6 separate regions of the Mus musculus genome follow, and regions 1, 3, 4, 5 and 6 are each linked to region 2. The links are chromatin contacts, called in public ChIA-PET, Hi-C, HiChIP or PLAC-seq and promoter capture Hi-C maps. All regions are on one chromosome and are shown on one strand. The core of a region is the stretch at or near the end of the contact, and the rest is flanking DNA. Distances in the headings are between cores, read along the strand shown.

Evidence for each region. Promoter capture Hi-C pulls out the DNA fragments that hold promoters and counts their contacts. A called contact is a pair of places that touch in the nucleus more often than the background predicts. ChIA-PET counts read pairs in DNA pulled down with a chosen protein or histone mark. HiChIP or PLAC-seq counts read pairs in DNA pulled down with a chosen protein or histone mark.
Region 1: a Hi-C map of CD4 T cells shows a contact between it and region 2, with 5 times the contacts expected there. The contact joins the promoter of Cwc25 here to the promoter of Pgap3 in region 2. A contact is called at or near these places in 1 of 484 Hi-C or Micro-C datasets (CD4 T cells) and 1 of 115 datasets of contacts at active chromatin or transcription factors (pancreatic cancer cells).
Region 3: a contact with region 2 is called in a FOXA1 HiChIP or PLAC-seq map of pancreatic cancer cells. The contact joins the promoter of Pip4k2b here to the promoter of Pgap3 in region 2. A contact is called at or near these places in 1 of 39 promoter capture datasets (neural stem cells) and 3 of 115 datasets of contacts at active chromatin or transcription factors (cardiomyocytes, pancreatic cancer cells and stem cell-derived neural progenitor cells).
Region 4: a promoter capture Hi-C map of pre-B cells shows a contact between it and region 2, with 3 times the contacts expected there. The contact joins the promoter of Fbxo47 here to the promoter of Pgap3 in region 2. A contact is called at or near these places in 3 of 39 promoter capture datasets (liver and pre-B cells) and 1 of 115 datasets of contacts at active chromatin or transcription factors (pancreatic cancer cells).
Region 5: a contact with region 2 is called in a promoter capture Hi-C map of liver, with 4 times the contacts expected there. The contact joins the promoter of Igfbp4 here to the promoter of Pgap3 in region 2. A contact is called at or near these places in 2 of 39 promoter capture datasets (liver and pre-B cells).
Region 6: a contact with region 2 is called in an RNA polymerase II ChIA-PET map of memory CD8 T cells, with 7 read pairs. The contact joins the promoter of Ccr7 here to the promoter of Pgap3 in region 2. A contact is called at or near these places in 2 of 115 datasets of contacts at active chromatin or transcription factors (memory CD8 T cells and pancreatic cancer cells).

The regions. Positions count from the first base shown.
Region 1 is chr11:97,764,013-97,768,368 of GRCm38.p6, forward strand. Cwc25 (CWC25 spliceosome-associated protein) reads right to left here and starts at 2,601. Exons shown (of 10, transcript NM_026186.4): 1 at 2,413-2,601. The coding sequence starts at 2,430. It also overlaps the pseudogene Atp5l2-ps.
Region 2 is chr11:98,398,236-98,402,546 of GRCm38.p6, forward strand. Pgap3 (post-GPI attachment to proteins 3) reads right to left here and starts at 2,255. Exons shown (of 8, transcript NM_001033537.2): 1 at 1,980-2,255; 2 at 650-747. The coding sequence starts at 2,160.
Region 3 is chr11:97,742,261-97,746,264 of GRCm38.p6, forward strand. It overlaps Pip4k2b (phosphatidylinositol-5-phosphate 4-kinase, type II, beta), which reads right to left and starts at 2,444. Exons shown (of 10, transcript NM_054051.1): 1 at 2,186-2,444. The coding sequence starts at 2,344. It overlaps Cwc25 (CWC25 spliceosome-associated protein), which reads right to left. Exons shown (of 10, transcript NM_026186.4): 10 at 3,210-4,004. It overlaps Mir8102 (microRNA 8102), which reads left to right and starts at 2,637; the gene lies at 2,637-2,775.
Region 4 is chr11:97,882,847-97,886,798 of GRCm38.p6, forward strand. Fbxo47 (F-box protein 47) reads right to left here and starts at 1,308. Exons shown (of 11, transcript NM_001081435.1): 1 at 1,077-1,308.
Region 5 is chr11:99,039,279-99,043,658 of GRCm38.p6, forward strand. It overlaps Igfbp4 (insulin-like growth factor binding protein 4), which reads left to right and starts at 1,966. Exons shown (of 4, transcript NM_010517.4): 1 at 1,966-2,567. The coding sequence starts at 2,219.
Region 6 is chr11:99,152,856-99,156,825 of GRCm38.p6, forward strand. It overlaps Ccr7 (chemokine (C-C motif) receptor 7), which reads right to left and starts at 2,222. Exons shown (of 3, transcript NM_007719.2): 1 at 2,134-2,222. The coding sequence starts at 2,143.

The DNA.
Region 1 (4,356 bases), core at 1,351-3,850, 630 kb before region 2:
CCACCACAGCCAGCCTCACTGACCCTCCCCATAGCCAGGACATGCAGTCATGGAAAGGCAAGAGATCGAGGTGAAGAGTGCAGCCCAAGAGTACTGCCTGGCAGGCATGAGGTTGTGGGCAATGTCTGTCCTTACAGTTCGAGGATGGAACAGGTCTTTTCTGACGTCCCATCAAACAGTTTCAACCTTAGACTCCACTCGCCATGCCTAAAATGCAAGTTGATAAAAGCAAGGCGGGGGAAGGACAAAGCGGAAGCTGTCTTACTTTGAAAGGCAACAGAATTCACTAGGACAGGGTGCTCACTCTTCTGCAAACAGCTCTCTTTGTATTGAGTCCCCTTATGTGCTGTGCTCAAACCTGCATCCTTACCACAAATCTAGCCCTCTCCCTCCCAGGAATCTCTCCTTGTTTCTTCCCCTTCACCCTCAATGAGGGTCTCTCCTCTCTCCTCACTCTGCTTTGCTTCAAGCTGTAATCCTAGAAGTTTCCCCGAGGAGGCAGCCTCTAAGGATAGCTGGAATAAAGCTGGCGACGTGGGAAGCACCATAAGCTGAAACGGCGCTCACAGCCACAGCGTGGCTGGAGGTGGAGGGCAAGCTGATGGAGAAGGGGGTGTCAGAGAAAGCCAGCTGAGAAGGGAGCTGATCAAACCCTTTACAGGCATGCGAAGGGCCTGCACTCCACCCTGTTGGTGGCAGAAACCAAGAACTGGCACAGTGTAGGCGAGAGGTACCACTGGCTATCACGTGAAGAATGGATTGGAAAGGTATAAATTAATTATTTATTACCAACCTCCCGGCAACCAGAGAGGTGCAAAATGGGAGACCAGCTAAGAAGACTAAATACACAAAGTGCCTTGCAGATGCAAAGCACACAGTCAGCAAAAACACAGATGTGTGTGTAATGTGTGTGCATGTACGTATACACGCAACCAGGGCCTTGCTACTTAGCCCAGACTGCCTTCAAACTGACCAGGACTGCCTTCACCACCTCCACCACCACAAACACACTCGCCCTTACTTTGTCCTACATAGATTTTCCTTTCCATCCCAAGGCACCAATGGCAACCAGGGTCTGGAGAAATTTGCAGATGTCACCATTGCATGAGAGTGCTAAGGGCACCCTGTGGCTAGACGCTGCTGAATATACAAGTTACAGGACAACTCCACCACACAGGCAACAGAATCACCCAGATTACAGGTCTCCTGGCAAGGATGGCAAGTCTGGGTTGTCAGCTTCAGTTGAGGCACTGCCTCCATCAGATTGTGGGAATGTCTGTGAGTGTGTGTTCTTGAGTATGACCTGAGAGAGGAAGGCCCAGCCCACTGTGGGTGGAGCCATCCCTAGGTAGGTGGTCTACCTGTGTAAACAAGGGAAGCTGAGTAAGGCAAGAGAAGCAAGCCAGTAAGCAGCATCCCTCCATGGTTTCTACTTCAGTTCCTGCCTCTGGGTTACAACTTGAGCTGCCTTAATGATGGGCTATAACCTGTAAGATGCAAGAAGCCTTCTCCTCCGACAGTTGCTTTTGATCTTGGTTTTATTACAGAAGTAAACTAATGCACTGTCCATAATAGACAGTTACATGAAGCACATACTAAACTAGACTAACTTTGATGGAGCCCTGCAACTTGATCCAATTAAGGACACCCGGCAAATTCAGCTTAGTGGACAGATACCCAAACTGATGTACTTATTGATTCAATTACCTTCACTTTGAGAAGATCAATAGTGTCCTAATCTAGCTCTCTGCTTCTTGGATATTTCTGCCTTATTTAAGGCATTCCTTCCCCACAAACGAACTACAGGACTTAAGAGCAATTGCCACTTAACATAAAAAAAAAAAAAGTGTTACCGATACCGAAGAAAGCTGCCTCCTCACTACACATCAAAGCAAAACACTGATGTAAGGAAGGAAACAAAGATGGAAAAGATTTGAAATGGACGCCTCTAAACGGCACAGCTCAGGATGGGAAATGACTGAAGCCCACCCTTTCAACAGTCCAGGTCCAGGATACAACTGTGAACTCCTAGCTAAAAAAGGGGGAGCAGGGGAGGCTATGTCCGAAGATAACATACACAAAATAAAGTCTACGTGCCCAAGATCTACCTCCTTCCATACCATGAGTTCAACTGTCCCTTCCCTAACCTTAGACTTCCTGGGAGCCCCCGGGAAGCCCCCGAATCAGCAAATCCTGACAACAGCAAACATTCCTCGCCGCACATCTTCCCGAGGCTCATCTCAGTCCCTCTGTGGGCTTCACCATCCGCTCCCTCTCCATGTTTATCACCCCCTTGTGCTGAAATCAAGACTTCATTACCAGGGTTACCGACTGCTACCCCCGACTTTCACCCCACCCCGGCGCCTGTGGGTCTCGGGCTCAGTCGTCGCTGCCCAGGCCTCTAGCACTTACCAGGTCTCCGCCTCCCATGATGGTGGAGACGGTTCTTCAGTCTGTGGACCTGAAAGATTCAGCGAAGGCAGAGAGGAAACCTAGGGAAACAGTTCAGAGACGGCCTCTCGGGACCTAATCCCTACAGGAACCAGCTGCCCTTTTCCCCGCCCGCTCTAGCTCGCACTTCCGGGGTGGTGTCATATGACTGCGTCAGCGTCTCGGCTCGATGACGTTTGGTATGAGCGCTAAGTCTACGTGAACCTAGAGTCGCAAGTACTTTCTACCCTCCGTCAGTTTTGGTGGCCTCTTTTTGGTTGCCTCACGTAAGCCCCTGGCCCCAACTGTTGAAAAGCCATAGGCGGGTTCTGTTGCCTTGGCAACGCATCAGGGCTCTGCCGTAGAAGCGAGACAGTGTAAGACCTCAGTATCTGCCAACTTAGGCCGCCTCCCCATCTCACCGCTACACCAGGGTTTCCAAACCAGCTTTTCGGCCAGCTCCCTCATTCCCGGCATGTTTTATAGAAATAGATGCTATCAAACAAAATCCCAAAAGCCAGATGTCATGGCACACCCCCAGTCATCTCCCACGCTTGGTAGATGGAAACTGGCCAGCTCTGGCACAAAGTTTGAGATCATTCTGGTCTGGAAATACCTATTTTTATTATTTTATTTATTTTTGTTTCCTAGACAGTGTCTTTCTATGTAAAACCCTGGCTATCTGGGGACAGTGTAGATCAGGCTGGCCTTGAACTCAGATCTATACCACTTGCTTCTGTCACCAGAATGCTGGAATTACAGACTTGCTAAACTATAGCCAGCTTGTGTCTTTATTTTTATTTTTTAAGATTTATTTATGGGCCTGTCAGTAGTGGCACACGCCTTTGGTCCCAGCACTTGGGAGGCAGAGGCAGGCAGATTTCTGAGTTCAAGGCCAGCCTGGTCTACAGAGTGAGTTCCAAGGACAGTCAGAGCTACACAGAGAAACCTTGTCTCAAAAAAAAAAAAAAAAAAAAGAAAGAAAGAAAGAAAGAAAGAAAAGAAAAGAAGAAGAAGAAGAAAAGATTTATATATAAATAAGTACATTGTTGCTGTCTTTAGACACAACAGAAGAGGGTATCAGTTCTCATTATGGATGAGTTTGTGAGTCACCAGGACCTTTTTTATTTTGGTTTTTCAGAGACAGGGTTTCTCTGTGTAGCCCTGGCTGTCCTGGAACTCACTCTGTAGACCAGGCTGGCCTCGAACTCAGAAATCTGCCTGCCTCTGCCTCCTGAGTGCTGGGATTAAAGGCGTGTGCCACCACCCACCCCCCCACACCCACCCCCGGCCACCAGGACCTTTTGAAGAGCAGTCAGTTGTCTTACCCACCAAGCCATCTCGCCAGCCCTTGTGTTTTTATTTTTGAGTTGTTAGAATTAAAGAACTGGAGTGATGGCTCAGCCATTAAGAACACTGGCTCCGAGCTGGTCGTGGTGGCACATGCCTTTAATTCCAGCACTCGGGAGGCAGAGGCAGGTGGATTTCTGAGTTTGAGGCCAGCTTGGTCTACAAAGTAAGTTCCAGGACACCCAGGGCTACACAGAGAAACCCTGTCTTGAAAAACAAAACAAATTCAGCCGGTGGTTCGGGGAGACATACCTTCCACCTTAGACCATGGCCAAGTTCATCCGTAACTTCGCGGAGAAGGCACCGTCGATGGTAGCCGCTGCCGTGACTTACTCGAAGCCTCGATTGGCCACATTTTGGCACTACACCAAGGTTGAGCTGGTTCCCCCAACCCCTGCTGAAATCCCTACAGCTATTCAGAGTGTGAAAAAAATCATTCAAAGTGCTAAAACTGGTAGCTTCAAACACCTTAGAGTTAAGGAAGCTGTGCTGAATGGTTTGGTGGCCACTGAGGTGTGGATGTGGTTTTATATCGGAGAGATCATAGGCAAACGTGGCATTGTTGGCTATGATGTT
Region 2 (4,311 bases), core at 1,005-3,504:
GCCACTGCCATGGGAGCCTGACACTGGGGACAGCAGACACATGGGGTGAAACCATACAGACCTGCCATCCAGATGTAGGCCCCATCCCCCTTCAACTGATTGCCATCGTCCTCGGGGCGCCTGGCTGCTTTGTGGTAAAGTAGGGTGACCAGTTCCTGGCAACCCCACAGGCCAAAATGAGGTAACAGTGGGCACAGAGCCGAGGTGGTGGTGGGGGTCTGAAGGGTATTTCTGATGATCTAGACTCTGACTGGAGAAGCAGGGACAGGAACATCTCAGTCAGGGTCTGTGGGTACTGCAAGGGGGTCTTTCTGCTTGTGGTTTTGTTTTTTGGAGAGAGGGGTTCACTATGAAGCCTTGGCTGCACAGATTAGGTGGGCCTTAAATTCACAGAGAGCCACCGGCCTCTACCTCCCAGAGGCAGGTATTAAAGGTGTGTGCCATCACAATTGGCTTGGGACACAGACCTTATTCCTCCAAATTCAGAAGCAGGACACACTGGCACCCTTGGAAAAGGAAGAGATGCTGAGCGCAAGTACCTGTCCTATCTCTCCGCACCCTGTGACACTGCATCTCAGGCTGCTGGGATGGCATGGACCAGCTCGGGGCTGAAGGGCCACCATGTACCATCCCTGAGCCCCCGACTCACCTTGCCATGGAACTGAGGCACTCTGTGGCCCTCCTGAAGGTAGAGGCCAACAGTGAACCACATACACTCATACTTGCAGTCGTCCCGACAGGTCCAGCCTGAAACAGACAAACAGGACTACAGCTGTGTGAGGACTTAGGGAGGCATAAGCCTCCAGGCACGAATGGAGACCAAGAGGACCTGAAGGCTGGACAGAATCAGCGGAAATCTCAGAATCTTACTTCCCAGTTGGACAGAGAAGAGAGGGTGGGTGTGCGCTCGAGCACGCACGCACACACACACACACACACACACACACACACACACACACAGCGGGGGGGGGGGGAGAATATATTATATCAGTGGGAGCAAAGAGAATAGTTTCTTCTCCCTTGATCTAAGCTCTTAGGATCTGGCAGGCCCCTCTTGGAGACCTAGGTTCATACTTGTCCATCCTGAACCCAGGGAGGGATCTTTGGTGCCCTCCTATGTCCTGTGAAAATCGAGCTCAGACCTTTCATCAGACTCCTCAGGTTCCCCGGTACCTTTGTTTCCTTATTGCCCCTAATCTTCCTGCTCCCTGATCTCTGGGTAAACCAAGATGCTTCATGTACCCAAATCCTCCTAGGACCTCCAAGCTCTCTGTTGCCTCTGTCTGGAATGGAAACCGGATAATAATGTGGAGGAGCTGTTGGTCAAACAGGTCAGATCTGGGAATTCTGCTCTGCCACTTTACAGACGGTGTGACCTTGGGCAAGGTACTTAGTCTCTCTGAGTGTTCTCATCTTTAAAGCGGATTAGGGAAAGTATCTGACGGGGTTGTGGTGAAAGCCAGCTGACCTGCTGTGACACCCGTCCAACGTGGGTGCTCAATATGTTGGTTGACATCAATTCCATCCTGTTTAAATTGTTCTGTGGTTGAACACCCTGCCTCCACCCACTGAAGCTGACTCCGTCCCTTTCACTTCCAAATGCGTATAGTGCTTAACCTATGGGCCCATTAGGTCTCAAACTATTCTGTCTTGGAGAAGGCTAATGTTCACCTGCCTGGGGATTATAAGCCCAGAAGGGCAGGCTCCTGGTCTGCTTCCTGGGTTACTTCAGGTCTTCTTTGTATTTAAAAAGTAGTGGTTTGAATAAATAACATGAAACCTCTGGAAAGGTGGGGTAGGCTGATGCAATAGCCCCCCCCCCACCTTCCCACCCCTCCACACACACTCAGGAGGCTCCTGACATTAACACTCTTGAGAGAACGCTGAGGGAAACTGAGGTTCTAAGTTGCAGAACAGCAGGGCACAGTAGGCGGAGCCAAGACGAACAGGCGGGGCTTTCACGGGTGGGCGGGGCTTACCAGCTAGGCTCATGTAGATTGGCTGGCGGGAGCGGAAGTGCTTCAGTGCGTCTCCCGAACAGTTCCGTTCCTCGCATCGGAGCACGCAGTCGCGGTACACGGGCTCGCGGTCGCCCTGGGAACCCCCCGCGAGTCCCACTGCCAAGGTTAGCAGCAGCAGCGGCGCCGTCCGCTTGGCCATTCTGTCACTGTGCCCGGCCGCTGAGGGAGGAGCTTGGGAGAAGACGAAGTCCCACTTCCGTAACAACCGGAAGTACCTGTGTTCATCGTTGCATCCTCCGCTGACGCCCGCCCACTTTAAATAAAAGTTCCCGGATTTCAGTGGGCGGGTACCCCACCTCTATACTGCTGTCTCCTCTTTTCATATACAGCACCTAAGGAGAAGGGGCGATTTGCGCCCAGGAGCAAATTAAGTGTACTTTCTCCCTTCTATTTTACACGGTCTTTGTTTCAAGCAGACGCCTTTCTGTCACCCACTCTCTTAGATTCCAGTTTCCAAATGTTCTGGGTACCCCACTTATCCCCATTTCTTATGTCAGCATCTTGATTAAAGACGCTGCCATTAAAAGAGCTGAAGAACTTCTTAACAGGTGTCTTTGTCTCTACTTTGGTCCCCTCCAGTAGGCATTTCTCTCCTATTTAGCTTTGTGTTACTGTGATAAAGACCAACTTGGGGTTTGCTTTATGTCACCCCATCACAAGCCATCATGGAGGGAAGCCAGGGCAGGAACCTGGAGGTAAGAGCGGAAACAGAGGCCTCGAAGGAGTGCTGCCTACTGGCTTAGTCACTTAACAACACCCAGGACCACTTGCCCAGGGTTGGCACCTCCCACAGTGGTATGGACCCTCCCATGTCAATTATTAATCAAGAGAGTGTCCTCTGTAGACTTGCTGACAGGCCAGTCTGAAGGAAGCATTTATTTTCTTAATTGAGGTACCCTTTTCCCAGATGACCCTAGCCAGTGTCAAGCAGACACAAACACAAAAACGAACAACAACAAAACCCAAAACTAACCACGGCTCCACTTTCTAAAATTCAAGGTTGACCAATCTCTTTCTTACAATTCCTTACTAACTCCTCAACTCAGCCTGGCCTGGCCTGCTGGTCTTCACTCTGTTGCTCCAGATGCACTTTAAAGGTCCATGTCTCCAGAGTCTCTTGTCCTTGTGTGCTTTGGCCCTCTTGCTCCTGCTTGTTTTCCTGTTACCAATTAAAGGCTGTGTTTTAAGGATGATTGTTAGCACTGGATGGATACTATGTAGTGGCTTGTCTTTCCCCGATGGGATGGAGTCCTTTCTTGTCCTGCTCACCTCTGGCACTAAAGTAGAACTTTGCTTTCCATGGGAGACACTTTGAGATCCTTCTTCCTTCCTTCCTTCCTTCCTTCCTTCCTTCCTTCCTTCCTTCCTTCCTCCCTCCCTCCCTCCCTCCCTCTCTCTCTCTCTCTCTCTCTCTCTCTCTCTCTCTCTTTCTTTCCTTCTTTAAGTAAATGAACAACTTAAAACTGTCTGGGTGGGCTAGCCACCTGTGAGTGAAGGCTCTTCACTGAACTCGATTCCCAGAACTCAATAAAGGTGGGAAAAGAGAATCCTCTCCACAGAGTTGTCCTCTGACATCAAGTGTGCTGCAGCACACACACACACACACACACACACACACACACACACTCACACACACTGCACTCTCAGGGGCTGGGGAGGTGGCTTATCAGTGAAGAATGAATGTTGTTCCTGCAGAGGACTAGAGCTCAGTTCCTAGCATCCACAGAGGCAGCTCAGGGTCATTTGCAAATCCAGCTCCAGGGGATGGAAGAACTTTTTCCTGTCTTTTCAGGCATTGCATGTAGACACATATACCTTGATCGAGACACTTGCTTCAGTCACCCCCATCTCTGTGCCCAACCACCAGCACCCAAATCTTTCTGTAGCTTTGATGTCATGTAACTAAATCCTGCCTCCCTCCCCTCCTCCCCGCCCCCCCCCCCATTGTTTTTGTTCATGGTAATTCTCTCTTTACATCCTGGAGAGGGAATTAGGGTTGTGGGGTAGGATTTAAGGATTACTAAATCGAAGGTGGATGAGCAAGAAGTACTATGGAATTACCTTCATTTAACCAGCGAAGAGCTCAAGGGTATATCATTCACCCTGAATCTTCTGTGAATGACACTTCTTCCAGCTAAATATAACGTAAGTACTGTCTTTGAAGTGGACCATCCAGTTGATAGGGATGAGGAAATTACTGGTTTTTGTGGAGATAAGGTCTTAATGTATAGCCCAGAGTGGTCTCCAAATTAGAATCGTCCTGCCTCTGCCTCCTAAATGCGGGAGTATA
Region 3 (4,004 bases), core at 1,194-3,693, 660 kb before region 2:
GTAACAGGGCACTTCTGAAGAAAGGGAACCCTCGAGGGAGGCCAGCCACCCGCCAGGAGCAACTGGGCCCTGATGCCCTGGAGAAACGGCAAGATGTTATGGCCTTCTGGGCACACATATCTCACAGGGCACCTCGACACCTTATGGTAGAACAGAAGGAAGCAAGCCAGCTAACTCACTAACTACCTAACCTTCAAAGCTCACCCATACAGGGCAGTGGTGCTCCAGGTCCTCCTCCCACCTGTATGCAGATCCCTGTGGATCCTGGAAAGTCAGGGCTTTTCCAGCTAGCCCACCAAACTTCCTTCAAGTTAGCAAAGGGCAACAGTAACCACCATGCTCTCTTGCCCTCAGTTTTCCATCAGATGCCCAGGTCTTCGCAGACTTATTGCTTGCCCATGAGAAAACCAAATACCATCCAAATACCATATACAATCCCAGGAACCGGCATGCCCAGTGAGTGTGCGCGTGTGCACACACACACACCTTTCCCCAGTATATATTCAAGTTGAGATGCTTGGTCATGGCTGAGAGAGTAAAAGGAACAAAAGGCCTGTCACTCAAGAACCGCCACTAACCAACAGAGCCTCTTGGTGCTGGACAAGGAACTGTATCTTCACGGCAAGCATAGGCAAGCTACCCCCGAGCCAAAGGCTCTGTTCGGTCTCCGGAGTGAAATGAAGTTACCCACCTTCAGGCTTTTGCTACAGGATGCTTTCTAGTGAGAGGCCAGATGTCAAACAAAATCAAGGAGTGACTCCCAGAAAGGGATGCAGGGTTCACAATTTGCTGACCCAGTTTCCCTGGGAATGTCAGATGACCCCCGAAGCAAGAGGAGCAAGCTCTGCTCACTGTTGATGTCCAGCTCCTTTAGAGGTCCGGGCATCCCACTTCCCGGCCAGGACACTCATTAAGCCCAGGGATTCCATGGAAAAGGGGAATGTGCCCAAGACTAAGAGGCCTGAGAGGACCTCACAAACACATGCGCTCTTCTCTAAGACGTGGAGATCTACGCTGGTGTAGGTGGCTGTCCCTCAATCTCTAGCCAAAGGACCCTCTAGGTCTTCTACCAAAGCAAGAGAAAATGAAGTCTCCCTGACCCTGGGTCCCTGGGTCATTGTTTGGTCTTGTAGACAATTTCAAGTGTTCAGAAAAGTCATGGAGCCTAAAGAATGAAATCCGAAGGAGACCCGACCCGTTATCCTCCCCCCACCCACCCCCATTCTAAACTTGTGGCTGGTGGAGTCAGCACCTCAGGTCTTTTCACTTCCTCTGTTTGCTCTCAGTGTAGGGACTCACAAAGAAACGGTGAGAAGGCAGAGAGCAAGCCACCGAAAGAGAGCAGATCCCAAACAAACAGCACATAAACAGAGCCAACCAGCTAACGTCGGCCACATCCAACTTCTTGGCAGAGGCTGCTGCACCATCCCAAAGCACCCAGGACCCAAAGGACCACTCATCTGAGACAGTAATCACCATTATCACACCCTGGAAAACCATACGAGAAGTCAATGGCTTTGAAACATCACAGAAGAACGAGGAAGATACATTATTTCCATAACCAAGTCTACACTCCCTCGGGCCTTGTGCTCGCACTTATCCTTCATCCATGGGAACACAAGTCAAGTGTCTGTGGTTTGGAGAAGTCTCTGCTTCTCCAGTTGATACGTCTTCATGAAGAAGAAGAAGAAAAAAAGGAAACCCAGAGAGGATGTCCACAGTCAGGGGTAAGGAGGCCTAGAAGATGGGAAACTTTGAGCAGCCATACCACCCAAAGGACCACAAACAGGAACATTCAGGCAAGCCAGTCCCACTTGCCCTGTCAACTGAGCAATGATGTGGTAGCCAGCTATAAGAGACAAGCGGAATAGCCATGCAACAAACACGCTGAGGGTAGAAGCAGCGTCGTTGCAGCACCCAGGCCTTCCCTCGGAAGCTCCGGGGTTGCACGGAGCCAGCATACGGACACAAGAAGCCAGAGGGGCTGGAGCGAAGGGGAAACGACGACGGCATAGCACGGGGACACCAGGCCTCGCGTGGCGAACGGGGAGTGCACGCCCGGCCGGACAGCGTGCACGGGTGGGCGGGCATGCAAGTGGCTCGGCGGAAGGGTTGCAGGCGTCACCCGCGGGGCGAGCGTGGCGAGGCCGGAGGGAGTGGGGGCGCGCACGGGGAAGCTGGTTACCGTGTGGTTCACCCCCCACATCAGGACGCTGAGAATCGGCTCGCTGGCCCGGAATAGCTTCACTTTCTGGCACACGAAATGCTTCTTCTTGGTCTTGGTTTTGCTGGCGCTGAGCGGCGCCACCGCCACCGCCGTGGTGCTGGTGCAGTTGGACGACATGCCCGGGGCGGCGGCGGCGGCGAAAGGGGGGGCGGCGGAGACAGCGCACCAGCGAGCGGCCCCAGGCCTCCCCCGAACCGATCCCCACCCCCGCTGCCTCACCGAGCCATGGTCGCGCCCGTCCCGTTACCTCCCCACCCCGCCCCGGTGGTTCCGTCCGCCCCACGCCCCGCCCTCGCTGCGCCGGCCCGCCCCGCCCCGCCCCGCCCCGGGGAGCAGGCCAGCCTGATCCTCACCCCGCCCCCGGGCGGCACCGCCCACTGGATCCCGGCTCTCCCCTCCCCGTCGGAATGGTACCGCCCGTCCCCGGGCGCTTGCAGCTGCCCCGCCCACTCCTCCTCTCCCGGCCTGAAGGGAACCCAGCCGGCTTCACGCGGGGGAACGAGGAAGACTGGGGATGGACAGCCTCGAGGCACTCGGCAAGAAGGGCTCCCTACTCGGACACCCTCAAGGCCGGGCTTTGACTTTGCCTCCACATGAAGTACTAAAATGGCGGCAGCGCCGCCGCTTCGGGAGGGGAAGAGGGGCCGGCATGAGAAGAAGCTGGAACATACCATCTCCACCCCGGGGGACAGAGGAGTAACGCGGCAAAGGGGAAAGGAAGTCCTGCCTAGAAAACCAGGGACCGCCCCCTCGCTCCACCCAAGCGTGGATCTTCCCACTCCCCTGGGCCGACGGCTCGCTCCACCCGCAAGGTACGCCCCCTTTCCCGGGGGCCAATCAGAGGAGCAGGCCGGGAATCCTAGGTTTTATGAATGGGCCGCGCGCCCACCCACCTGCCGCCTAGCCTCCTCTATCCCGATGGTCAAGTTTAGACACCACTAGCATCTGTAGACGCGTATTGTAATAATCCTTTCATTCTTGCTCCAAGAAATCTCGAATAAACTGCCCATGGTTTATTATGTAATTCCACTTGGTCGAAGGGTCTCTGTATCCGACACAAATCACAGGTCAACACTTGGGATATCAAGACTCAGTACCAGGCACGTGGTAGATCGCTCTACACAGTTACAAAAATAAATGTAGCCTTTATTACCAAGTAATAAAATAAAAGCCATAATTAACTATAACATAGGGCAGAAGGATGAGATGATTAAATGAATAATGTTATATTGTCTGGGGAGAAACTGAGTTTTAAGAATTACAGTGCCAGCCGGTCGTGGTGGCGCATGCCTTTAATCCCAGCACTTGGGAGGCAGAGGCAGGCAGATTTCTGAGTTCAAGGCCAGCCTGGTCTACAGAGTGAGTTCCAGGACAGCCAGGGCTATCTATACTGAGAAACCCTGTCTCAAAAAGTAACAACAACAATAATTACAGTGACTGGAATTTTAGTGCTTAAATCCAAACATATTTTAGGAGAAATTAGGAACTGGTAGAACAACGAAATGGCTTAATATATGAATTAAGAGCACCTCTGAGGGCCAGATGGTCTGTAATCACAGCTCCAGAGACTAAAACAGGAGATCTACAGTTTAAGGTCAGCTACCGCTAGGGTGAATCTGTCGTCTGTTTAAAAAGCACCTAGAAGTTCCCTGGTCAAACAAATGAGGGCTTCTGGTGAAAGAATAGAGAAAGGAATGGCAGTAAAGACATGGGTGTGGCCCCTTGAGTCTTGTCTTAGATTTTTAGTTATTACAGGATAAAGGCAGCTGGAGGATGG
Region 4 (3,952 bases), core at 58-2,557, 520 kb before region 2:
TACCTTTTTTTTTTTCCTTATTTTCTCTGTGTAATAATGCTGGCTGTCCTGGGACTCACTCAGTAGACCAGGCTGGCCTCACAGAGATCCAGTCACACAGATCCATCTGCCTCTGCCTACCAAGTGTTGAGATTAAGGGCGTGCAACACCACTGCCATGCTTACTACAGAATTTTCAAGTATTTTTACTATAATAAAACATAAATTTGCTTTTTCTTCCAGAAACTTCCATCCTAGTCAGACTAGTGTGGGGCTAAACAACCTCCTCCCAGGGGTCTTTATCACCTATTAAGGGTATAGACATAACGTGTATGTATAATTTTTCACTTAAATCTCTGAGAGAAAAAAAACAAAAACCAACTGATCCCAGTTATTTCAAAACTTAGACTCAACTGGCGAACAGCTATAGTCCCAGCAACAAGGGAGACAAAGGCTGAGTTCGAGGTCAGCCTGGTCTGTGGGAGTCTAACAGTGCAAGTCCCACAGCAGCTGGGGTGGTTTCACAAAGAAACACTGTAGTGGAAACAAACTAACAAACAAACAAAAAGCCAACAAAACAAAAGAAAACAAAACCCCAACATTTAAGTCTCCCTTTCCTCCCTCAGACCTATTTTAGGGGTGGAGGAGCGCAGGATTTTGTGGAAACAGTACCTATTTCCTACCAAACTCTTCCTGCTTTCCCCTTAGCCTGAAGGTACGAAGCGCACAAGCCCTGTGACAATGGGATACAGTTTTTCCCTTGTGGCTCCCCGGCGGGCGTGGAACTCTCGAGCCTCCTGCCTCGGCCTCCGAGGAGCCGGTGACAGGCAGCACTGCCCCGCCCACGCACCGAGAACGGGGCGGGTCTAAGGGCGCCGACCTCGTCCCTGCCCCCACACCCTCTTCCGGAGGGGAAAAAATACCCCAGCAAGTCACCGCGCTTTGTCTTAACGTTCCTTTGCCAGCGCTAAACACCGCCAAAGAGGTCACCTAGGGAACCAGAGCAGAAACTGGCCCGCATAAAAATCAAATAGGACCTGCTGAAAAACACGCAATTATTTCTACCGGAAGTACTGGGGAATATAAAACACTTGTTACCACAGATTTCGACAGTTTTTCCGGCTACAGTATCACAGGAAAGTGGGATTTAGTCGTCTCGTCCCACCATCCTCAGATTTCACAAATACTTAAAAATAAAAATAAATAAAAAATTAAAAAAAAAAATCTCCTCAGGCTTTTCCCGCCAGATAATGGGGGCGGATCCTGCTCCGCTCTCTCCGCTCCGCCCCGGAGCTGCGTCCTCAGCTCTCGGGCGCCCCCGTCGCCTCAAGTAGATTTTAGAATTCTCCCAGGAGCCCCAGCGGGAGGAGGCTCCGCCCCCTCATGAATATCGAGCAGCCTCGCCTCCTCTGCCCCTCCCCTCATGAATATTCAGAGATCTCCCGGGAACCCTGCGGGCGGAGCCTCACCCTCTCAAGAAAGGATGAGACGCCGGGATCCTCGGCTCTTTTGCCTCCTCTCTTGAATCGCTCGGAGCACTCCCAGGAGTCCACGCACGGGAGGAGGCCCCACCCCCTCGCGAATAGAAAGAAACCTCGGCTCTTCAGTCTTTCCCTTATGAATACCCAGAACCTTCTCGGGAAACGCCCCCAAGCAGGCCACGCCCTCTCATGAATACTAAGCAGAGGCTCCCATGGTGCCCTCCTGTTCAGGGATGTTATTCGGAGTGAGGCCCTTAAAAGCCCGTGCTACCTCCATTTTAGACACCAAGTTGCTGAACGGGAGAAACGGGAGCTCTTATGGTAGGGTAAGTGGGGAGGCTGTAAATGGAGATCTCAAACTTGGAGGAGTTATACGCTCCACTACGTTTTTTTACACTCAGGTTTTAAAAAAAAGATTTTATTTACTTTACGTTTAGGAGTCCACTTTTGCTGTCTTCAGACACCCAGAAGAGGGCATCAGTTCTCATCACAGATGGTTATGAGCCACCATGTGGGTGCTGGGAATTGAACTCAGGACCTCTGGAAGAGCAGTCAGTGCTCTTAACCACTGAGCCATCTCTCCATCCCTACACTCAGTTTTAAGGCAGTTTCCGATTCACTCTTCCCCTGGGCCAACAGGATCTGTCACAAGAGCTTTTCATTAAAAAGTTGTTAGATGCCTGGTGTGATGGCATTTCCCGATGGAGGCAGGAGGCTAAACCAGCCTAAGCTACTTGAGAATCTGGCTCAACCACCCCACCCCCAAAGCCCTTAATATTAAATTCTCATTTATTTACAGATTCTGTGTCTTTTTCTTTTCTCTTTTTCTTTGAGACAAGGTCTTGTTGGGTAGTGCTAGGCTAGCCTAAACCTCTGACTCTTGCATGAGCCAGTTACAGTGCTGGGATTACAAAAATCATGATCCAGTATGCAGGGCTTGATTCAGATGGAAGCCTGCAGTGGGGCAGGCTGTCTGGGAGGCCTTAAAGATATAACAGAATGATACATATTATTTGAGACTGGGTCTCTTGTAGTCCAGGCCTCCTAGACTCCTCAGGTACATAGGCATATATATTCAGGAAAAACACCTATCCACATAGAAACACAAGAAAACCAAACAACCAGTTAAAGTAGATAACAGATACCCTGACTTCCCTGGGTTGGAGTAGCCTAGCGGTAGAATGCTTGCCTAGAACACACTGGAGCCTAGTTTCCACCCCTAGCATCCTCAAAGTCCTGACTTCCCTCTTCTAAATCTTCCTCCAGGTTTCTTTTGGAAATCTGTACCTCTTAGATGTTGGGAGCATTAGCATTAGTATGTACTTAGCAGATGTGAGGTCCCAGGTTCAAACCCCCACCCTACCCCCAAAAAGCAAAAAAAAAAAAAAAAAAAAAAAAACCCACTTTACATGACTTTTTCTGTAGCCATACTTACTTCCCCAAGTGGTGCTGTAACCTTGAGATGACCTGTCTCGTATCTCATTTACTAAATTAGGACAGATACTTCAGTACTACCTGCCCCCTGCCTTCCTTATCCTGTACCTTAATTCTTGTACTCAAACAGCAGATGAAATAATAGCTGAAGGAAGGCTTGGGTGCAAACCTGTCATTCCAACTACTTGGGAGGCAGAGGCAGGAGGATCACAAGTTCAAGGCCTTCCTTGGAGACACGGGGTTAGGTCAAGGCCAGTCTGAGGAAGTTGATAAGACCCTGTCTCAAATAAAAAGTAAAAGAGAAGGCTTGAAGGGACTAGTATCTGCTCCAGACACCCCAAGCCAGCTTCTAGGCACAAAGGGGATTTATCTGCCCCAGAGGGCAAAGGGCAGGGAATAAGAGACAAAGATAGGAGGAGGGAGAAGGGGACAAGGGAAAGGGGAAGGTATATTTGTGTGGTGGTGGGGTGTAGGACAACATGCCTCTGGATAGAGAGGAGACAGACATGGCCATAGGAAAAAGGCAGTTTATAAAGGGGAAAGGGAAAACCCAAGTTAGGGTGAAGTATTGCATTTTAATTGGGCATGTTAGTTAGGTGAGCCAAGGGGGTCTTTTGATAGCTGGACCTTGGTAGTGAGCCTCAGGAGGAGGAGGTGGACAAATAAGAGGATAGACCTTAGCTTTAGGAAAGTAATGGAGGCCGGGTGTGGTGGTGCACATCTTTAATCCCAGCTCTCAGAAGGCAGAGTCAGGTGGATTTCTGAGGCTAGCCTGGTCTACAAAGTGAGTTCCAGGACAGCCAGGGCTATACAGAGAAACCCTGTCTCGTAAAACAAACAAACAAACAAGTAAAACAAACAAACAAACAAACAAACAAACAAAGTAATGGGTTTTAGCAAGGCAGAGGGAATGAGGAAGAAGGGAAAGGCCTGTCATAGTGGTGCTGGCCTTGCTTAGGCCATCCAGAGGCCCTTCAGTGTTAATATAGCTCAGTGGTATAGTACTTGCCTAACATATGGAAGGTCCTGAAGTCAAAATAACAACACACAAACAATTAG
Region 5 (4,380 bases), core at 716-3,215, 640 kb after region 2:
TAGAAAACTTATTTTCATTACACACTTGTCTTCTCTCTTCTTGAGGCAAAAGTCCTGGGATAATAAGTGCTTAGTGAATGTACCTTATGTGGAGAGTCATGCTTGAGCCCTGACTTCCCGGGAATGGGGTGGGGGTGGGGAGACACCAGAGGAAGGTTTGGGGGCAGAGGAGGTGTTGGGGTTGCAGGATGGGGGCCTCTGTCTCATCTAGAGACCTTTACAGAACACCCACTTTCATCAGCACGCGCGTCTATTCATCTTGGGTTTGCTGTCTGGCCGGCAAGTTGAGTGCTGGGCCTCAGAACTGTCCTTATTGGTCCTTCTTGTTCCCACAGGAGCTCCAAGAAGTGGCATAGGCTTCCTTTTAGCTAGACACCAACTTCAACTTGGTGCATTAAGTATAAGGCTGACTGGGTTTAAGGACGAGGATGGGGGCAGGGACTGGCTTCCGAATCAAAAACAAAACAAAACAGAAGCAAAAACAAAAAACCCGCTGTCTTCCCCCAGGAGCTTCAAGAACCCGTTCTGTTCACTTTTCTCTATGGCAGATGAGACAGGAGAGACCCAACTTTATCCTTGCGATGGGACTGAGGGAAGGAATCCTATCACTTCAACCCTCCTGCAGTCTTAGAGGTTGCCAGTAGGTGCCGTCAGTTCGCAACTTTTTGATCAGTCTTCCAGGTCCGGGTCTTGGTGCCTTTCTCCCTCCAACCGCGCCAACAGTCTGCGGTGCAGAAAGTGGGAGGTGGCCTAATTCCTCCGAGGCTGAAAGACCCCGACTCTGGGACAAAGAACCGGAAGAGGTCTAGGAAATCTTTAGGTTGGTTGCTCCTTGGATGTTTAGCCCAACCCTTCCGGACCCCATCCACCCGCAAAATCCTTCGGTCCTCCGACTGTGCCTGGACAGACACAAGAAGCGAACTCCTTGGTTGGGGAGGATGAGGAGGCGTAGGGAGAAATGAAAAAGAAGGTGGTAGGAGGTGGGTCTCTCCTCCAAACGCGACTCTAGATCAATTCCCGTTTCCAACAGAATTGCTGCGAGGGGAAGGGATATATTTATCAATAATCCCTTTATCACCCAGGGGCAAAGTGGCGTCGGGAAAATTAAAAGGCCGCTTCTCTTTCTGGAAATCTTTGACTGCCATCTACTGGGAAACTGTTGCAGTAACTATGCAAACACACAATGAGTACATGAAGTGGAGCCCCCTGGAGTTGTTCGACTCACATCTTGTACAAAGCCAATGGCAGTCTCCTTCCAGAATCTAAGCAGGGCGGTAGAGGGAACAACATCTAGGAAGGAGGAAGAGGCTTGGCACTTTGTTCTGGAGTTCTGGAAGCAGAGTGCAGCAAGGCCCAAATGGAACCAGGGGCGGGGGTCAAGCGACAGGGGTTCAGGGGCAAGTGAGAAGACTGCCTATTAGCACCTTGAGGCCAGAACTCTCCTGGACCCTTTACAGAGTGCTTAGTCGCCTTGTCCCACTTTAGCGCGGTCTCTAGAGGTTGACTGGACATACCCGGGGGGTGGGTGGGGGTGACCGGAGGACTCTGGCCAGGGATGGGAACTGAACAAGAGAATCTTGAATCCGCTATGAGGTCAGGTTTTCTGTGGCAGCAGGAGGATCTCCTAGGTGTCTGGGAAGGACTCCTTCGAGGTCGAGGGAGGGGGGCAAAGCAACATCCCCTTCGTTTCCCCTCGCCCTGCTTCCTCTTCAGGGTCCAGCTCAGAGGCTCTCCGCGCGCAGGCCACCGCTTCCAAACTGCGTCGCTTTCTTCGGCGGGGCAAAGGACTTTCAGATGTTGTAGCGGTGGCGGCGACTCAGGCCAGCGCCCCCTCCCCCCTAACGGCCTCTTCTCCCGCTCCATTGCTCCAGTTCCCCCTCGCCCTCCCCTGCTCTCCCACCTCGGGGACGGCGCTGGGGGTGTGGCCAGGGGGCCGGTATAAAGTCCCGGGAGCCGGTCCCGGGCAGCCGCTCAGCCCCCTGCCCCCCGCCGCCTGCTGGGCCGGCCGAGGATGCAGCGCAGCGCCTCGGTGGCCAGGCTCGCTCTGCTCCAGCGTGCTTGCTAACTTCCCCGGCTCCGTCTCTGCCTGCCGGGGTCGCCCCGTGTCCCTGCGCCCTCCGGGTCTGGTTCTCTAAGCTCTCTGGGCGCTGCCTCCGGGTCCCTTGCAGCCCGCTCGCGAGCCCGCGCTCCCCTCCTGCGCCCCACCCTCGTCCTCGCCATGCTGCCCTTCGGCCTCGTGGCCGCCCTGCTGCTGGCCGCAGGGCCTCGGCCGAGCCTGGGCGACGAAGCCATCCACTGCCCCCCTTGCTCCGAGGAGAAGCTGGCGCGCTGCCGCCCCCCCGTGGGTTGCGAGGAGTTGGTGCGGGAGCCAGGCTGCGGTTGTTGCGCCACTTGCGCCCTGGGCTTGGGGATGCCCTGCGGGGTGTACACCCCACGCTGTGGCTCAGGCATGCGCTGCTACCCTCCCCGGGGGGTGGAGAAGCCCCTGCGTACATTGATGCACGGGCAAGGCGTGTGCACGGAGCTGTCGGAAATCGAAGCCATCCAGGAAAGCCTGCAGACCTCTGGTAAGGTACACCTACCTTCCCTCGGCCACATTTCCCAAACACCCTCCTCCCTGCAACTTAGTTCCCATTCTGGCTGGCCTGGAAGGCCCGTCAATGCCCCCTGTGAGTTGAGGAGAAGGGAGGTACGTGGCAGAGCTTAGAAACAGCCAAGAATGCTGGCATTTAATCCCAGCACCAGTTGCCACTGGTCGAGGGAAACCTACCCCACCTCTTCATCTCAAACCTCCTAAGTACTTCTTTGGGAAGAGGGGCCTTGGCCTCAGTGGTAAGCCTGGCTCCTGAGGTAAGTTAAATGACCTGATTCAGTTACATTTGTCATCTAGAGTTAGATGACTGCGATGATAAGGTGTGCGTGCGTGTGTGTGTGTGTGTGTGTGTGTGTGTGTGTGTACATGCACATGTGCATACGTGTGTGCATGTGTCTGTGGGGGGTGATAAGGATGGTGTGTGTGTACATGCGCATGTGCATACGTGTGTGCAAGTGTCTGTGGGGGTGATAAGGATGGTGTGCTTGTGCACGTTTGTGTGATAAGGATGGTATGTGTATTCGAGCGGGAGGCAGTGTGTGTGTGTGTGTGTGTGTGTGTGTGTGTGTGTGTGTTGGGACGGTTCCTTTCTGTTCCTGATCCAGAGCCTGATCCACACACCCAGTCTCAGGTGAGAGGTGTGAGGAGCCAGGGGCTGGGCCTTTCACTCATCACCCTGGGGTGAAGTGGGACATACAATTCAGAAGAACCTCTGGGGTAAAGAACATGCGACTTGGACTTCCCCCAAAGGCTCAGAAAGCAAAGGAAGAGAAGGCAGGGCTCTTTCTGCCAGGTTGGCACATCCAGGTTTCTTGCTCCTTCCTTCTGGCAGGTGCCATCTGAGGGGGTTGGAGGGAAATGCTGGTTGCTGGTCCCGAGTTGCAGACCCCTTGGGTATATGGGACTGAGAAGAGAGGAGGGCTAGACAGACAGATCTTGCATTTATTCCTTCTCCTTTGTCCACTTGTCGGTGGACCTTTCTCCGTTTCTTCTTGGAACCTTTCTCTTGTCCGTCTGCTATTTCCTGCCGTATCTCTCAACTTCCAGTTTCACCAAACAGCCCCGACTTCTCTTTTTCTCGGTCTCCTTGAGCCTGACTAGTTTCCTTCTCTTGCTCTGACTTCGTTTGGTTTTCTGCAGTCCTTCCACTTCCATCTCAGACGCTCTCGCTCTTTTGATGTCCTGACAGTGACTCCTTCTGCGTGTTCTGCCTTTCACTGTCTCCCTGACTCTGGTTATTGTCCCTCCTCTGACAGCCAGGCTCTCTGAACCACCACAGAGCTTCTCTCTTGCCTGATATTCGAATCCTCCATTGTTGCAGTCCGGATGCTGGGACTTGAGCCCCAAGCTTCCTGCTCTGGGTCCCAGGCCACTCCACTTCCTCAATCCTCAACAGTTTGTTAGTCTGAGGAAAGCAGGATGCAGGGAAAACAGGAAGGAGATGGACTCCAGGGGTGCCTCTCTGCCCTTCCTGCTCCTGGGGCAAGGAGAGATGGGTCAGCAGAAAATATTCTGGGAGAAATGCCAGCCTGGCAACCAGCTTTGCTGGAGGAGGAGGAGGAAGAGGAGGAGGAGGAGGGGGAAGAAGAGGAGGAGGAGGGGGAGGAGGGGGAGGAGGAGGGGGAGGAGGGGGAGGAGGAGGGGGAGGAGGGGGGGGGCAGTGAGACCTGGAGAGAGGGTTGCATTTTTAAGATGCCCACTTTGAGTCTTTGCTCCCTTCCAGCTGGTGGGCATCTAGCCCCAGGTGAAGATGGTGAGTAGTCTTTCCCCTCTCCCCAACTTGAGCC
Region 6 (3,970 bases), core at 972-3,471, 750 kb after region 2:
TCCACAGCCAGGTTTCTGGAGGGCCACAAGAGAATGACCCTGAATTCTCTTCTACTGCCATCTACAGCTGAGCTGTGAGACACAAGTCTCTTATGGGTTCATTTGTCACCCCCTCCCCTTCTCTGATTTTGAGATGTTGTGCTGAGATCTGTGGTCCCATGTCTTGAAGTTAGGAAGGGTATATCAGGGCTGCTCATTCAAATCATGAAAGAGGCCAGCTCAGCCCTGGTTTGTAGTTTCTCATTTTGTATAACAGAAACCTAGGCCTTCTCACCCACCTCCTGTCCCTACTAGGTAGACAAAGAGTGAAAAACAGATAGTTTGTGGCCCACCCGCCCTTCCAACGGCGCCGGAGCCTGTTTTGAGCAAAACTTCTTAAGCAGTTTCCCCTCACACCAGCATTTCAGAGTTAGCTATTAGGGTGCTTCTTAAGTTGAGTAAAAAAGCAAGACTATCTCTTCTTCCAGGACCAGAGTTTGCCCCACCCCCTGTATCAAAGCCATGCATTTAGCATCCCCAAACCTAGTTCAGGAGAGACTCTATAGTGTCCCAAGTGCCAAGGAAGGCAGGTGTCTGTCTCCTTTTTGTGTCAAAACATTTAGACCTTTAATGGGACCGACTAAGGTCAATTGGGATGGTAAAATTTACACCATGGAAATTGGCAAATGCTGTAAATTTAGAACCTTTCCCTATTCTGGGAGCCACATTTTAGGAAGGTGGAGAAGATCTTTGGTGGATGGTGTGGGTTCTCTGAGACTATGGCTGGTGGAGGTAGATACCTGAGGTGTAGGCTTAGAAAGCAGGCAGGTGGGAGGAGAAGCTGGAATAGATATTTGCTTTCTAAAATATACTTAGAGAGGCTGATTCTATCCATCCATCCATCCACACATCCATCCATCCATCCATCCATCCATCCATCCATCCATCCATCCATTCCTCCATCCCTCTCTCCCTCCCTCCCATCAACACTTTTTACTTACACCCAAAACATCTGAGAGGCAGAGGTGTAAGAACAAAATCCTGCTTCCCATGAGTTCATAGCCAGCAGAGGTGGACCCCACTATATACCTTCCACAGCTGGATCTAGATCTAGGGTGCAATGCACGCTGGGCAGGAGAGACAGATAAAGATGCTGCTGGCTGTGGTGTGGCTTGGAGGGGGTGTGAGGACAGCACCAGGGAACCTTCACTTTTTAAAGTCAACCCCTTGTGGCTTTGAGGCTGGTGAGCGGAACTCTAGGAACTTGGCCCCTCCAGCCCCAGCCGAGTCTGACTCTGCAGCCGAGATTTAAGATGTGTAACTGGGGTGTCTGGAGCTGGACTCCCCTTGGCACTTTGCTATAGTAGACACTGAGGCTTGCCTGGTAGAATAGCTTGTTATAGAGAGGGCTGTGGTGTGTGGGCTTTGTTTTAGGGGCTGTGCTGTGCTGGCTACAGTTTCTCTACGTGGAGTGCCCCCTGGGCCACTCAATTTTATGTTAGTCATTCACCCTTTAACCTGCAAGAGGCACAAAACCTGGGATGTGTAGGAGGGAGGAAGGGAGGGAGGAAGACAGACAGAGACAGACAGACAGATGACAGGCAGAGACAACAAGAGGCAGAGGTGGCAGCTAGTATTTGTATTGCACTATGCACAGCACAGTTTCCATCAGTTTCACTCTTCTCGTGAGCAAGGAGATTCAAATCCTGGTTTAACAGGACAGAAAGGAGGGACCCAGAGTGGGAGCAGGGTGTCCTGAACTCTCTAAAGAGAATTTTCTTAGTCCCCAGAGGTGCCAGAGAACATCACCCATCCCTACCAGCTGAGAACGTGTTCTATCCAGGCATCAAGGTCAGTCTACCAGGCTGTTCATTGCCTGCTGCTTGAGAGGACCCAACTTTATGCCTGTGTCTGTCTTGGCATCCACAGCTGTTCCTTCCCCTGGGTCTGAAAGAGCAGGTACATCCTCTCTCCAATGCCTCATCCAACGGGATGGCATTCTCTGAAAGCAGCCACCAGTTCACACCAACTGCCCTGATTGCTCTGGAAACTCCCCCCCCCCCCCATGACCCCTATCCCCCATGCATGTTCATTGCCCTAGAGTCTGGCTTTGTGTCAGAAGTTTTGACTTCTCTTAAGAGAAAGCTTACTTACCTGGGTCCATGGTGCTCTGGGGGCTGTAGAAATCACACAGGAAGGCTGTGCTTTTGGTTCTTGTCTCTCTCCAGCTAGCCCTCTCTGGCAGGGAGGAAGTGGTAAGAGCCCCTTTTAAGTTGTTCCAGAGCCCCTCCCACTCCTGTCCCACCCCTCAGAGTCTTCCTGGGCCACAAGGTATGTGATAACCACATTCGGCTGTCATAGGATCCTGAATCACTGAGTCGTTTGCCTTCAGAAAGCCCCTGGTAGTAGTGCCTTGTAGAGACTCAGGGAGGAGCTGCTTACATCTGTGAGTGCCAAGCACGCCTGGGTGGCTGCTGTGGGGTGAGATAGGCTGAGGCTCGGGAGTCAGAGGTGTACTTGCATCCTTCTCTTGGTTTTGAATAAAAGTCTCCCTTTCAGTATGAACTTGATCAGTGGCTATTGTCCCAGCAGCCGCCAGGCAGCCCCGACATACACCTGCGCAGCCAGGGTGAGGTCTGTTGAACGGTCCGGCCAGCAAGGCTTCAGTGACACAACCACGAAGTGAAAGTTTGAGTGTTTATTTTTAGTACTTAAGCTAAACATCACAGGACCTAGATGCTAGATATGAGGGTGCCTGGAGCCCCTCGGCTTTCTCTACTAACCGAGAGGACATCAAGTCTAAGTCATTATCCAAACTGGTTCCCCAAGAAGAGATTTTATTTATTTATTTATTTATTTATTTATTTATTTTATTTTATTTTATTTTATTTTATTTTATTTTATTTTTGTCAGTGCCATGATTGTCCTAGAACTTGTTCTGTGGACCTAGCTAGCCTCGAACCCATGGAGATCTACCTGCATCTGCCTCCCGAGTGCTGGTATTAAAGACATATGCCACCATGCCTGGCCTATTTTTATTTTACTTTTTTTATTCTTTGTGACCACACCCATTTTCCCCCACAGGGAAACTGATTGATATATTTATTGGCATTTTTAATTGTTGTGCCTGTGTGGTGTGTATGGTGTGTGTACACACGTGTATGTGTGCGATCGTATGCGTGAATGTGGGGATTTTATGCCATTGCACGTGTGAAGATCAGAGACAATGTCAGGTGTCAGCCTACTTCCATTCTGTTGCAGGTATCACGTCTTTATTGAGTGCCCCATTCTATACTAAGGTGAGCTGGCCTTCTGGGTGCGTGGTCTCTTGTCTCTGCTTCCCATCTCCTTGGGGGACTGCTAGGATGACGAATGCTCATGCTACTGCCAAGCTGCTTATGAGGGTTCTGGGATTTGGACTCAGTTCCTCGTGTTTGTGGGGCAATTCTCTGTTAGCTACTAAGCCACCTCCCCAGTCCAAGGAGTGGGTTTAAAACAAGCATAGAGATCATGTGGGGACTGTGGGTGGCCATTGAGTTCTAGAGCAAATATCTAAATGTTCCATTTCCAGGAGAGACACCTGTAAATTTTTTTATCTCTAGCCACTGATTGTAGACAATTCAGTGAGCGACAGGACCCGACACAGAGCTCAGAATGACTTAGCCCTTCTTCTGTATTAACTAGTTAAAAACAGGGGGCTGGAGAGATGGCTCAGTGGGTAAGAGCACTGACTGCTCCTCCAGAGGTCCTGAGTTCAATCCCCAGCAACCACGCGTTGGCTCACAACCATCTGTAATGGGACCCGATGCCCTCTTCTGGTGTGTCTGAAGAGAGTGACAGTGTACTCATATACATAAGATAAATAAATAGTTAAAACAGTTGCCATGACAACATAACCCTTTAGGCACTCACTTGATACCCTTGCTCTGCTCTGCATACAGGGACTACATTTCCCGGACGACTTTCCCTCTAGCTTCTGGAGAGAATTGGC